Regions from separate parts of the Mus musculus genome. Here regions 1 and 3 are each linked to region 2. The links are chromatin contacts, called in public HiChIP or PLAC-seq maps. All regions are on one chromosome and are shown on one strand. Each heading gives the region's core, a stretch centred on a gene start, on an enhancer-like site or on the middle of the called end of the contact. The rest is flanking DNA. Distances are from core to core; before and after follow the strand shown. Region 1 overlaps Ncam2 (neural cell adhesion molecule 2). Region 2 overlaps Ncam2 (neural cell adhesion molecule 2). Region 3 holds the start of Ncam2 (neural cell adhesion molecule 2).

Region 1 (5,013 bases), core at 1,221-3,720, 260 kb after region 2:
TTTTAAGTTTGCAGAAATGTTGATTGCATTGTAAAGTATCTCCCTGTTTAAAACATGCTCAATCGTACATGGCCTCATGAAGCATCAAGGATGTCTCTCAATGTGGGGCATGGTAGCAATGCCTTCTTCCCTGCTTGTCATGCTCTTAAGGATGGTTCAGGTTCCTTCAGAAGGACCACAGGTATTAGAACTCTCTGGGTCAAAGTGTAAGATCAGTTCAACCCTCAGAGCTCATCAAAGACAGATCCGTGTTCAGTGGATGTGTTTACCAGAAACTTACAACTGGTCAAAGTGCAGAAATAAAGGGAATATGTGGGTTCAAAACTAAAAATGAGAAATGTATGTTATGCTCTTCCCCAAGCTTCACAGATCATTGAGAAAGATGGAGCAGAAAGACTATAAAGGCCAGGAGATGCAAAAAGTTGGAGCAAACATGGTGTTCTAGAGATGATAGACCTCTGCACTAACGAACTTAAAAGTGTGGTTGCCTGCAAAATCCTAGAGAAGACCAAGCTAGTCAGTTCTTGCATGGAGCAGGGAAGGGCTTATGAATCCTACTGGCTGACATGGTATGGACAATTGATGGTATCTTGGGGATGGAGAGTGGTTTCCTTTAAGGGTATGGCTTATGGTGGATGGAACACTTGCAAGTGTTTTGCTCCATATCCAGAAGAATGTGAAAAAAAAGAAATTGGAGTTAAAAGTTATCAAATTTTTAAAAGATAAAATATTTATGGGATAGAATTAGCTATACCGCTCATAGGTACATACCCAAAATTGCTCTACTATACAATAAAGACACATGCTCCACTATGTTCATAGCAGCCTTATTTATAATAGCCAGAAGCTGGAAAGAACCCAGATGTCTCTCAACCAAAGAATGGATGAAGAAAATGTGGTTCATTTACACAATGGAATACTATTCAGCTATTAAACCGAGGACTTTAGTTGAAGTAGATGGAACCTGAAGAGACCACCTCCAGTAGATAGACAGGGACCCCAGTGGAGAGATGGAGCCACCAACCATCTTCAAAATATCTCACCCAGAATTGTTCCTGTCTAAAGGAAATTCAAGAAAAAAAAATGGAGGAGAAACTGAAAAAAAAAAAGGCCATCCAGTGACCAGCCCAACTTGGGATCCATCCCATGCACAGGCACCAAAAACCCTGACACTATTACTGATGTCATCTTATGGTAGCAAATAGGAACCTAGCACGGCTGTCCTCTAATATATATAAAATGGGAACCTAAGAATGGGGGCAGCTGTTCCATGTTTTGTATCTCTCTAGGAAATTATCAAAACTGAAATTGGATGTGGTTTCTTGATATGTTATATATATATAACATAGGCATGCTTGTGCCTTATGTGCACATGTCAAGGTCAGAGAACTATCTCCAGAATTTAGCAATCTTTTCACTATGAAAGAGACTTTCTTCTGGCCCAGAGATGAGATCCAGCTAATCATCCTGGCAGCAAGTACCTCTACCTGCTGAGCTGTTTCATTGCCATTCCTGATCCAGAATTTTCAAGCTAAAGAGTCTGTGATAGGCAAGAACAGAAAGGGAAGGCTATCTGAAGAGAATGTAAGGACGTCTGATAGTAGCATAGATTAAGCAGTCGTTATTAACCCTTAGTTCTTATCTACTGCGTTTAGACAACTGTTAGAATAAAATAGGTAAATATGACACGGGGCATTAATATGTGGCTTTGGGTAACCTTGGCCTTAGTACGGTGAGTGTGTATAACCTCCTGGAAACGCTAAGTGTGAGGCAACCTTCCCAGTTCAGCATCACAGAGGCAATTTAGTTGTGAATTTTTTTTCCGCCACACTAGACTTTATTTGATTCACTACTCCATATCTAAGAGCCAGGCATCGTGGAATCAATCAATATCTGACTAGGAAATCAATCAATAAATAGTGATGTGATAAATAAGCAGATGATTTAGAATTATCTAATTTAGAAAATAGTCGGTGAGCACATCTACATCAAAGGCCTAAGGTTGTCTTTTTAAACATTGCATCTAATAAAAACTGTGGTCAATATACCATCCTTGGTATTATCTGTCAAAACCAGAAGAAAAGGGACCACACCAATGCACTACTCAGGAAGATATTCTGCCCATACCTTAATGCCTTTGCAATGGGGATGTTAAAAGAATTCAGTGGATATATAATGTGTGACGTTTCAGCTTCCCTGAAATTTACACACTGAAAGTATAATCAAGTACAGAATCTCAATATTCTATTGTGGTGGGATATTTCTTTCATTCCAATTTCAAACACTAAAGAGCAAACTCCTCTGTAACAAGATAAACATAATCTTAGAATGTTGAGTACTGTAAGCTGCAAAGTTGCAAAACTACTAAAGTTGAGAGTGCCCAGTTTAACACCAACAGGGACACCCACTGAAGCCATTCATTTCTAAATTGTATTTGGTGCCACCTGGTGGCAGCCGGCAACTCAGAATTAGCTGTGTAAATTATAGATTTATGTGGGCTGATGCTATCTTACCACCTGTGAACCCAGGACTCACTATGAGTTTCCATTTGTTGGATTGGAGCAATCCTGGGGGAGAGTTTCTGGGGAGCGCTGTGGCCTTCCAACCTTAAACTGGTCCCATCACAATAAGTATCTGCTGAAAGAATAGTCTGGAAACAAACTATTGGGTCTCTATTACCCATCTACCTCTTAGTAGAAGTGAAGTCTTAATGTTTAGCTAAATTTCTCTTGTGTCAACATATTTTAATTGCAAGATAGTAATAAGTACAATGATTTTTTTTGTAGTTTTGTAGTGACTAAAATAATCCAGCAAACAAACAAAAAAGCAAAGTGAGGGGGCAGTCAGTCTTATGTTATGTTGCTAACTATGCCTAAAGTTAAGATGCACTGGCAGTTTAAAACATATCTGATACACCCAGCAATGCATAGAAAATGGAAAACAGAGCACACCTGCTAGATGGTTTCAATGTAGCAATGCAAAATATACTCACTTATCCAAAAAACAAATGAGTTGACGATGTATAATGGTGTTAGATTGGTGGAATGAATACTTTATTCTTTCTACCTACAGTTCTTATTTTAAGAATTGTGTTTGTGTTTTTGAAAGGAATCAACTATTTAAAATACCACATTTCAAAACAAAATTGTCTTCAAGAAGGAACAGTGCTGATTAATCAGAAACAGGGAAAGCAGTGTAGAAGGGGCACGGAGACTGGCTTCACTCTTGACAGTAACAGAGCATTTAATCTCCTTTCTCCCTTCCTGTGTCCCTCTGGTGTCTCTTCCTCTTTAGCAAACTGCCTTTGAAGTACTTCAATCATGCCCTCTCCTACAGGTAATCACTGACCTCTATTTTGGCTGTCACGACCAAAAGCAATGCATTTATCTTTATTCTAAGTGGAGTGTAAGCTTCTTCAGGGGAATTGATGAGTTTCTGTCTTAGTCTGTATCTCTGACATCATTAATTCAATGTCATACATCAAGGACAGGGATGAGTGACTATGTGGGCATCTCCTCTTGCTACAGAATTGCTATGCAGGCAAGTGGATGAAAGAACATGCTAATTGGAATCTTTATTATTTTAAGCACAAGGACTGAGTAAGCATTGGAACTTCTCTCTCGTATCTATTGATGAATGCATTTTAATCTCCCCATAAGAACTGCCAAATTCCTTTCAACTTGAACCACTCTTCATGATACATTTTGGCATATTAAACCTCAAGTCAGTTCTTTCAACAGATAAGGATATATTTCTGGTTGGTGTTGATGTTAACAATATTTAGAAATGATGGATACTTGCTACCTAGGGTTTAGGGGTATTCTCACAGGGCTTTTTTGTTTGTTTCTTTGTTTTTGGTTTTCCTATTCTTTGCAGACCTTCGTATTTTCATAAATTCCAATCATTGCCAAGACTGCTTTCAGGCACAGCTTAAGCCATTAACATGCATATAGTATATTGATATATTTCATATATTTCATATATCAATATACTAACATATATATTTACACAAGGTTTTGAGACCAAAGCTCATGAAAATTTACATATACACATACCAATGCAATATTGAGATTTAAAAATAACTCAAAATATAGATTATCTTTCTCTCTTCTAAGTGGGAAGAGAGAAAATACACAAATATGAATGTCCGGACTTATTTTTTCCAGCCGAATTTCTATTGATGTAAATATATTCCAACTCCCTTATCAGCCCATCCTCCTATGTAAATCTTGGTATTTTATGCTCGTAATTTGCTAAACTGGTATTTACACAAGGTTTTGGGACCAACTGCTCATGAAAATTTACAATCTGGTGACTCTGTAAACATTCTCCCCTGTTTTATGTATATTTTTAGACTCATGACCCATTTTATTCTCCTATTTTATAGGAAGGGTGTATTTTTCTTATCTTACATAGTTTCATCAAGTCTATGGAGTAGCTCTAAAAATCCTAGAATTTATTTTTGCAAAAGCAAATTACTGTTGAAATATATTAGCAATGGATATTAGTGTTATGCAAACTCATTTTTAATTTGTTTCTGCAGCTGGATTTGGCATTATAGGACACATTGGAGTTTTCCTAAAGTACCATCAGGATATCTGGGTATATAATGTTGGTACTTAACTACATTTACATATAACATGAACTAACCCAGTAACCTGAGTACATCTATTATATTGGACAGATAGACACTTAGCTTTCTTAATTTTTCTAGTTAGTCTACATAATCCATATATAAATATTTACACTCACAGTAAACCAATTTTATTATATTTATACAAATACAGGAAGACATGAATTATAGCAAATATACACATCACTGATAAATGAATATACACACACATCATTGAGATTTCTTCAATCACTCAACATTTCTCAATTATGAGACTAAAGTTAAACTAAGGAGTGAATCATATCTGAATTGCCACCCTGTAATAGAAACAATTTTACTCATGATAAATTTCTGTAAATATGACACATAACTGAGGGAATGCCAACCAATGACTGGCCCAA
Region 2 (4,885 bases), core at 1,522-4,021:
GAATGGCCAATGGCCACTCTCTCCGATTCCTGGGGTGGCAAGGGAGGCTTGAGAGTGTCCCGTGTTGTCTTTTTATCCATGAATCCAAGGAAATATGGGTGGGAGCTGGTAGCGAGGCCCATTCCCTGAGCTTAAGGAGGGATAGCAGAAACTATATGCTACATTTCTCCAGTAACTCTACAAGGCTTTAATATTGTATGGTGGTGTTGTGTGCAAAATCCATGTGTGCTTCTTCCTGTATTACAATTTTTGGTACTTAGTTTTGGAATTTTTTATTCAGTAATTAAGAAGAATCCCTTAAACACCACTTCTGGGCCTGTCATATTTCTAGAGCTGAAAAAAATCTCAAAGAATATCACATACTCTTTAGGGAATTTAAACATTATTGTTGAGTGGGTTAATGTCTACCAAGCCACAAAATCTATTCAGCTGTTAATTCTCACAGCCTCATGATATAAACTTCCAAGCCATGTTTTAATCATTTGCCACGTGAATATCTGACTTATAATTTGACATTACATGCTTCATGGATATTGAGCTATATGCCTACCATTCTCTAAACAGGATGATACAAGGATGGAGTGTACAGTGTCAATTCCACCCACACTGTGGGAGGGAACTCACGAAACCTTTCAACTAGAGTGGATTTGATAGACCACTCTAGTTTGGAATCAACTCTCTGAATCATGTTGGCAGTACATGTTGTCTCATCACTTATAGTTGTATATTACTTAGTTATATGAACACAAAGCATATAATGACTACACCTGTTATGTGACATTAACTTTTTTCTAATTACCTTTAAGATCCTGAGAGTTAATGACAAAGTTTTTACAAGCCATTGAGACATAGCTCTACCCCTTTGATTCTCCTGAGGCAAACATTTCCAAACTCTATAGATGCACTCAGTATTTTTTTTCTAGTTGCTAAGGAAACAAGCACTTGTGTCAAAGATTTCTCCCATGTAATATATATATACACACACACACACACACACACACACACACACACACACACACACTTGGAATTTAATTACTTCAAGTATCTTCAGAAACTTTCTCCTATGGGAAACATTTCATCATCCAATTTCACACTCATATGAAATATATGCTATTTATTTGCTATTTATAGGTTATTTATTTACCAATAGAATACTGAGACAAGAAAAATGAATACAATGGCTACATTTTATTTTTAACAGGTTGTATTATTACTTAAAGCTTACTTTGTATTTTATAAGGTATTATTATGGGATGCAGTATGAGAATGTTATTCATTGAACAATATAGTGTGATAAAAATGTCTGTTTCTAGCCTCATAAATATTAGTTTTTAATTGAGAAAGTTAAATAATAAAAAAAATTATGTTATTATATTTCTATGGTGATGTTGTAAGACAACATAAATTCATAAAATTAATTCATTGCACATATAAAATCACATTTATTATTTTACATAAATCTTCATTTTTGTTTATAAACTACTAAAATTTTTATTTGAAATTACACCAAATGGCTGGATACAATCAATCCTAATTTAATTTGCCTATGTGAACTGATATGAGAATTCAGGAAGTTGGACATACTTTAGATTCCTTTGTCAGCTACGTTGACTTAGTTTGAGATCCTATTTAATTCACATTTAGGAGACATGATGGAATATAATTACCATAAGCATAATACAATTGTAGATGAGGTTGCTGATATTTCAAATTTACCAGAACAAATAAATTGATAAGTGGTACTATACTATCCAACCACTTTTATGTAAGAAAATCAATCACTTTCCAAGGGCAAGGTTTAAGCACATATAAGTCAAGTCGACTTGCGATGAAACAGTCATTTAACTACTTAAAGGCAGCCTGTAAAATCTACAGCTCTTCCCTGCCCCACTGCTAAGAATATAATGTGATATCACGGGAATACTTTTCAAATTAAAAAAATAATATTAATAACTACCCATAATATTTTTGGAGGATCCTATCTTTGAAATTTTAAAGATATACAGTTTAAAGTAATTGTGAATAAATATTAGTAATACTTGGTTACAAGTTCAATTAATTTTAAACTTTATGACCTGTATTTTTATGTATTTTAATCAAAGATTAATGATATTAAACTTCATTCAACTTGAAAGGATAAGAATGTTTAAAAAATTCCACATTAGTGTATTCTTAAAATTACAAGTTAAATCATATAACCAAAATTATGTCTTATATTTTCTTACTTGAAAAATACTATGTCTTAATAATGGTATGTGCTACAAGTGAAATGAGTCATATTTTTATGAATAAATAATTTTGTTCTCATCACATAAATGCAATGAAATATGTTTAAAAATATATTTTACAAACCTTTATTAATAAATCAAATAATGATACTTATTATGAGAAAAGATTTTAATTTACAGCTAGTTGAAAGAATTGAATATCATTTTGATTTGGCATATGCCCTGTCTTCATTGTACTCATAGAATGATTCTGAGAATAATTTTAATAACGGTATGTTATTAGCATGTTAATGTGCAGTGGAATAAGGATTATACCTGCCAGGGAGATCAATGATTGGTTTATATTTTTTAAAAAAAGATAAGAGATACCTGGTTTATTTGACCCTGTTTGTAATTCCAGCTCTAGTTCTTAATCAAAGTGCATTTTAAGTTGTTTCTGCCTCAGTGATTTTGTTTTTAAAATCAACTTCCTTGGTCAGGCATGGCTGAGCTTGTCTTCAGCTGCGCACAAACAAACCAGAGCTGGAAAACAAGCTCCCGAGTGGTTGGCAGAGACCTTGTCTTTGCAAACATTTCTTCTCATTTCACCAAATGTTCTCAGGGACATTTTCATCTGTCCTTGTCCCCTTCATTCCGCCCCCTCTGCTCATCATCCCCATTTCAGTGACCCTGCTAAAGACATCAGATCTTTTTCTTTTTAAATATGCAATATCTCCTACTGACAAGAACTGTGGAACTCCACTATTATATGCAACAGTAATCATGATTAGAACCTAAAACGGACATTTCAGTTTATCTATGTTAATTTTCATCATTTGTCAAATAGATCAGAGGGTTTACAAAGATGATGCAGTGCTACTTTTAAGCAAGGCTAACATCTTGCTTACCTTTAATAATGTTGGGTTTTGGGGGCATGCTGAACTCATATACAGTAGGCTCAGAATATCCCAGTCTGTTGGCAGCTGTGATTTGCACTTCGTAGCCCATTGTCCACTGCAGATGCTCCAAGATAATGTGGTCTTTATTTCCCTGTACCTTCTTCTCTAGCCACTGATCTTCCTTGTCTTTCTGTGGAAGCAGAGAAAGGAGGTTTAGGTAAATAGTGCTATGAAAAGGTTCTACTTTAAATAAATTTTATTGGAATGATGTAAATACTTTTATTAGCTCAGTCTTATAAAAGGAGATGTGTGAAATTTCTAATGTAATTAATTCAGCATCATTTCTAATATTTCTCTATAAACATTAATATACTATCCAAAAACTGATGTTACTGCAAATTAATCAAGGAGTAGTATAAGTCAACTTATAGAATTTTACTCCTTATAGTCAAACATGAACTAGGTTTACAGTCATTTTTTTCGACTGTCAAAAAATGGATAATTGAATAATTGCCAGAGACTATTACTAACATTTGTTGAATAGAACTATCTGTGAGGTAAATATAGGAAAGTATTTATAGATGTATACTTTAAGTAGTGTTTTACATGACTGTAATGAAATAATACACAAGGAAAATATAGAAAACACATTTTCAATAATGCAAAACAATGCTATGTTTTTCCATGAACAATGAAAGACCAAATAGCTCATTTTTGTCTATTTTCTTCTTTATTTTCTCTCATTCTCTCTTTTCTCTCTATGTATCACTATCTTTATTTCTATCTCTACATCTATCTCTCTTCCTCTTCTTCCACTCCATCACCTTCTTTGCATCAAGCAGTGTATATACAGGATAACCTCAACCTTGCAGGAATACTGTCTCAGTTGCATGAGTCTTGCAGCTTTAGATATCTGTCTTAAAATGCACAGCTTAAGGTCACCATGATTGTTTCCATCTTCAAAGTTACTATATATATATTATTTTATTCCTTCTGTAAGAGTTTTAGAGCGGTTGGTATTTAAATAGCTCCATATTTGAAAAGCCATCCAAACTACTTTAATGAATAAAGCAAAATCTATTGCCCTGTTTATCTAAATTAAATTGTCTAATGGAAGATAATTATTGGATTCTGTCAAATTAATCACTTAAATATAAAAGTCCCAGATACTATTAACAGCATAATTTGTGCTCTTTTAAAACTTTAAGAGCATATGCTTTGTTTGCAAGCCTGTCTACACAACCTGTGTGTATATGCACATGGTCATGTTGATGCAAGCTGACTCTGTAACTGCAGTTACAGCAGGTTGTGACCCTCAAAATAAATGTGTAGGCTACTCAACACATGTCCTTGGCAAGGGTTGTTAGTAGTCATAAGACTGAAACAAATTTCTAGTCCATGTGTCAGATTTTCCAACATTTAAGGTTATGTGTGCTTTCTATAAAGACAGAAGATGAATAAAGCTGAAGATATTTTTCATTTGTTTGTGTCTGTGGCCTGAGTCCAATAATCAGAGATGCTCTATGAAATTCTGATCTGGGACCATATGTGACTATTATTTTGTTTGGAGGGAAGTCACATATGAAATTTTAGATCATGCCTACTGATAGACTATTCTGGGGCAAAGGTTATTCTCACAACTTGTTCTTTCGTGTATGATTCCAAAATGTGCAAAAATATAAATTATGGGATGTAGAGATTTGATGTAAATTTTCTAATTTTCAAAAATGCTATTTCCTAAAATCAAACATTTGCTGTACTAGTGACTTCTAAATCACC
Region 3 (4,366 bases), core at 514-3,013, 390 kb after region 2:
GGATCTATCTGCAATTTTTTCTGAGACTGAAATATTACCCATCCTCTGTTAGGATGGCAGAAAGAGGCACTTTATAAATGAGAGCAATATCTAGCATGTGAATTTGTACTTCAGAACATAAAAATCTACATCCAATCGTGGTTCATCATTTCACTGTAGTTTCAGAGAAAGACAGAGAAAGGAAGTCTTTACATCCAAAATGCCAAGCCCTACTGAGGGATGATAGAAGGACAGTGGGTGCAAGAGCAGAAACAAGCATTTCTTGCTTAAAATGGAGTTATACCACCCCCTGCTGGAGCACATGAGCAACGCAGAAGCGGTGGGGAAAAATGCTTAGAATTGGATCTAGAGAACATATTTTAACTTATCTTGCATTTTATTAATTTCATAGAAAATGCCGCACAAATAATATGGCATTCCTGCACTTTCATGTAATAGGAGAATTATGGATATTACCTTTGCCTTTAAGACTTCCACCAGTGCATATTTTGGTATTTTGTCTCCCCCCAATTAAATGTCCAAACTTGTCTGGACAGTTCAAAACGTTTCAAATGATTGTGAATATATTTTATGTGAACGTAGACTATGGAAGGCAGAATGATAAATTCATAATGCCTATCATCTATATACAGATTAGCAAAGATTGCTTCAACCAATTGTCCCTAGGGCTATTCTAACACGTTTTTTCTCTCTCTCCCCCACCCAAATTAAAAAATAAATAAATAAAAAGCTCCCCAGTACTCCCAGTGCTCCCCAACCTTCCAAATCCCTTACAGGTGCAATTCAAATCGAATGATAGATCGTGTTCAGATTATGCTATATTCAAAGGAGGGGGGGTCACAATGAACGCCTGCAACACAACCCTAGTTTTAGCCATTTGCTGTTTTACAGCATCTATGGCCCCTGTTAGTTTCCAACATAAATAAGCCATCAAACGTTCACTTCACAGCCCACCCACCACCCCCCAAAAAAAAAAAAAACTGGTGTTGGGAAAGAAGAAAAGAATCTCTAAGAATTGAATTTCTTGCACACCACAGAGATTTTTGATAAACGACTTTAATGCTGGTAGTTTTTGCCTCTTCTGTAAAACATCACCATGCCCTTCCCTTCCGCAACCTCAGATATTTAACTGTGAATACACACCAACACACTCATCCAATTTCGGGTAATAAGAGAGAATAAGCCAAAAAAAAAAAAAAAAAAAAAAAATCCCAGAAGCTGGAGCAATTTTCCCTCCCATGATCTCTTTCACACCGACGATGCTTATCTCCAATTCCGCACGGTCTCCTCTCTTATTTAAGGGGTCTTTCGAGCAAACGGATAGAATTTGAGGGGCCGCGTAAAGAAAGAGGTAAAATCCCAACAGTCGCCTCAAGAACCACCGCAACTTTGGTGCCTGGGTTTCGTGGCCCCGGGAGCCTCGCTCTTTGCCTCTCCGGGTTGGGTGGAGAGGGGGAGGGAAAGTGAAGCAAGAAAGCCGCACACTCCTACCTTGCCCGCTCCTGACAAGCAACCCGAGCAGGTAGAAGGAGAGGAGGAGGCTCATGTTCAGGACGTGACACCGGCGGACAGTTCCAAAGTTATTAAGTCCAGCCCCGGAGAGAGAACCTTCCGCTGCCACGGCCGCCTCTGCTAGCCCGCCGCCGCTCCCGGGTGCCCCAGCCGCCCGCAGCCCGCCGCGCGCTCCTCCTCGCAAAGTGACTGCAAGCTCCGCGCCTTGCCGCACTATATCCAGGCGGCGGCGGCGGCGGCAGCAGCGGCCGCCGCGGCGGCAGCGGAGCCGGCGGGAGGAGGCGGGGGCGGGACGGGGCGGGGAGGCGCGGCCCCGGCGGATCCCTCCGCGCGCTCGCCCTGCGAGCCAGGCACGCGCGGCCCCGGGATTCGTCCGCAGTGGAGCCCCAGCCACGGGTTCGAGCCCAGGAGTCCCGGGCTTTTCTAGCTATGCGGATGGTGCATGCTCACGGGGAACAGGGACGCCTGGACACCAGCACCCTCTGGCTCTTTTGCGACCCCGCAGGTGTGGCCGGGTTGCTGAGTACTGCAGAGGGCGAGCCCCAGAGGCACAGGAAGTATTGACCTTTGGTTCCTAAAGAGCTGGGGTGGCAGGGTCTGTGTCTATCCTAGGACTTAACCCTGGCCTGGCCTGACACCCTTAGTGCTTTGACACTTCCCTGTGGATCAGGGGAACAACTGTCTCCTAGGGTGTATGGCTACTAGCCCCTGCTTTAGATGGACCAAGAAAGACATTCATGCAGTGCATCTTTAGGTCCCAATTCATTGGGATGAGTGGATCCCCTCCCTAAAGGGGGGCGCTGCTGAGGGCTAAGATCTAGGAGGGTCTTGGGTTTTTTTTTTTTTTTTTTTATACACCATCTAGGATTAGCACTGTGAGGTAACATTTCCTTGTCAGTGTCTGAAGAGAGAGATCCGGGAATGTAAATGGAGGACCTGAGCTGGGGTTCTTTTTAAGGCCCACTCACCTGCAAACCCCACTGTACCTGCACCCCTCACAACTGAGTGTGTGTGTCACCTGAAAGTGTGACTGGAGGAGTAAGCATGGAGCTGTGGTGTCATGCAACCAAAGTCTGGGGTTGATCACGATATTTCCGCTGGTGGAACAGGGACATAAACTGTCACTTTACTATGACACCTATGACAAGAGACTAATCAGAACCAGAATCTCTGGCCCCAGGATCTGGTCTCTGCCCCGATCAGAGTGAGCAGACACAGCTGACAAAAGGTTCCTAGCCAACACTTTGTTCAGGTTCCTTAGAGTGATCAACCAGCTCACCCCAGACTCAGAGAGCTCCCTGGTGTTTTTCTTATCAGCAAGTACACATGTACAACCACAGTCGACTCTTATGAACATACTGCAGATGAAAACTAATCTCTTCCCCACAAAGCTTGCAGGTTTTCAAATTGACACCCGGATTAGCTAAGTACCTATTGCACATGCATGAACATGCCTGTTCACACACACATGCAAAGGGACCTACACTTAATGATGAGAGGATTATTATTCTGTAAGGGTGTGCACTCTTTTTCTTATTACTTAGAGCCAATTTATTTTAAAGTAAATATGTGGACTATGACAGAGAACAGTCTGATACTATAAAGTAATTTGAATACTCGACTTCATTAAGGTCAGAACAGAGAAAGAAATAGAGAAGCAATGGTCTATCCTCGATTGGTGGAGTTTCCATCTAAATGTTCATATTATAATATGGCATATATAGCTCAAATCTGATTGTATTCATACTGGTGTGTTTTGAGAAAAAGAGACAGACAGAGAATTATTTTTTTTGTATGTCCAGTGGTTAGTTCTTGTCAGTGGGACACAAACTAGAATCATGTGAGAAAAGGATGCTTCATTTGAAAATTTGCCTCGTGGGCAGGTAGGTGTTTCTGGGGTTGTTTTACAAAGCAGGCTAAGCAAGCATGAGGAGCAAGTCAGAAAACAGCATTCCTCGGCTTCAGTTCCTATCTCCAGGTTCATTCGTTGAGTTCCTGACCACAGCACCTTTCATGACAGACTGTGGTTGAGAAATGCAAGCCAATCATCTTTGGACTCTGCATGCTTCTGGGCTTGGTGCTTCATCACAGCAATAGTAAGCAAGCTGCAAGAGCATGGAAAAATTGGTTGAGCAAAATCTTGTCTTTTGGCTGTCTAAAGAGGTGATGTGTAATCCTTCCTCAATTTGGTAGCAATCTTGATAAAGAGAGCAGGCATATACAAAAATTATCTAATAAATCAGGCAATGTAGCAAAAATACACAAGGAATGCATTGCTATTGTTGGGAAAAGAGAGATGGGATGAAGGAGAGGAAGACATAAAGAAAGGGAAATCTTTTCTAAATAGCGTTTTAAAGAAAGGCTTCAGGAAACATTGAAGAAAGGAGGGAGATTAGACAGCAAAGGAGAAGCTGAAGTGAAGGCTAAAGTTCTGAAAGCATCCAGCAGTCTTGGAACACAGGACAGAGTCTAAAGGACAAAGGCTGGAGGGATGGCTGGCTCGGTCTGGAAAGTAGTTATCATGTAAGCCAAGGAAAGTGAGTTCTGATTCACACCATCAATATAGAAAGTTCGTCACAATGAGGTGTGCCTGTTGTCCTAGCATAGTATGTTTAGGAACAGAAGAGAAGAGGACCTGGAACTCACTGACTCATGCGACTTAGCAAATTAGGAAGCTCCACGTGATCAGTGTGAAAACCCATCTTTCTAAACAAGAAACAAGAGGACAGGGGGAAGTTGTACAGTGAGGTAGCTGAAATCAACTTCTGGCATCCATATGGACATGCATAGGTGCTTACAGACAGATGAGCATATACAGACACAGGCACACACAGAGAAATATCTATAACATTAC

Evidence for each region. HiChIP or PLAC-seq counts read pairs in DNA pulled down with a chosen protein or histone mark.
Region 1: a contact with region 2 is called in a RAD21 HiChIP or PLAC-seq map of pro-B cells, with 5 times the contacts expected there. The contact joins two enhancer-like sites. A contact is called at or near these places in 1 of 15 datasets of contacts at CTCF or cohesin (pro-B cells), 5 of 484 Hi-C or Micro-C datasets (the C10 cell line, the G1E-ER4 cell line, bone marrow-derived macrophages and 2 more) and 2 of 115 datasets of contacts at active chromatin or transcription factors (bone marrow-derived dendritic cells and large pre-B cells).
Region 3: a contact with region 2 is called in a RAD21 HiChIP or PLAC-seq map of pro-B cells, with 6 times the contacts expected there. The contact joins the promoter of Ncam2 here to the enhancer-like site in region 2. A contact is called at or near these places in 4 of 39 promoter capture datasets (embryonic stem cells, liver and neutrophils), 1 of 15 datasets of contacts at CTCF or cohesin (pro-B cells), 2 of 484 Hi-C or Micro-C datasets (the G1E-ER4 cell line and cerebellar granule neurons) and 1 of 115 datasets of contacts at active chromatin or transcription factors (large pre-B cells).

What each region holds. Positions count from the first base shown.
Region 1 is chr16:81,328,163-81,333,175 of GRCm38.p6, reverse strand. All of the region lies in intron 1 of Ncam2 (neural cell adhesion molecule 2), which reads right to left. Among named protein-coding and RNA genes, the nearest start is that of Ncam2, 130 kb to the right of the region's middle. Within about 2 kb of position 2,470, at least 5 of the 459 cell types and tissues checked have an H3K27ac peak or open chromatin away from gene starts, as enhancers often do.
Region 2 is chr16:81,588,042-81,592,926 of GRCm38.p6, reverse strand. Ncam2 (neural cell adhesion molecule 2) reads right to left here. Exons shown (of 18, transcript NM_001113208.1): 15 at 3,116-3,296. Among named protein-coding and RNA genes, the nearest start is that of Ncam2, 390 kb to the right of the region's middle. Within about 2 kb of position 2,771, at least 2 of the 459 cell types and tissues checked have an H3K27ac peak or open chromatin away from gene starts, as enhancers often do.
Region 3 is chr16:81,198,094-81,202,459 of GRCm38.p6, reverse strand. It overlaps Ncam2 (neural cell adhesion molecule 2), which reads right to left and starts at 1,763. Exons shown (of 18, transcript NM_001113208.1): 1 at 1,492-1,763. The coding sequence starts at 1,546.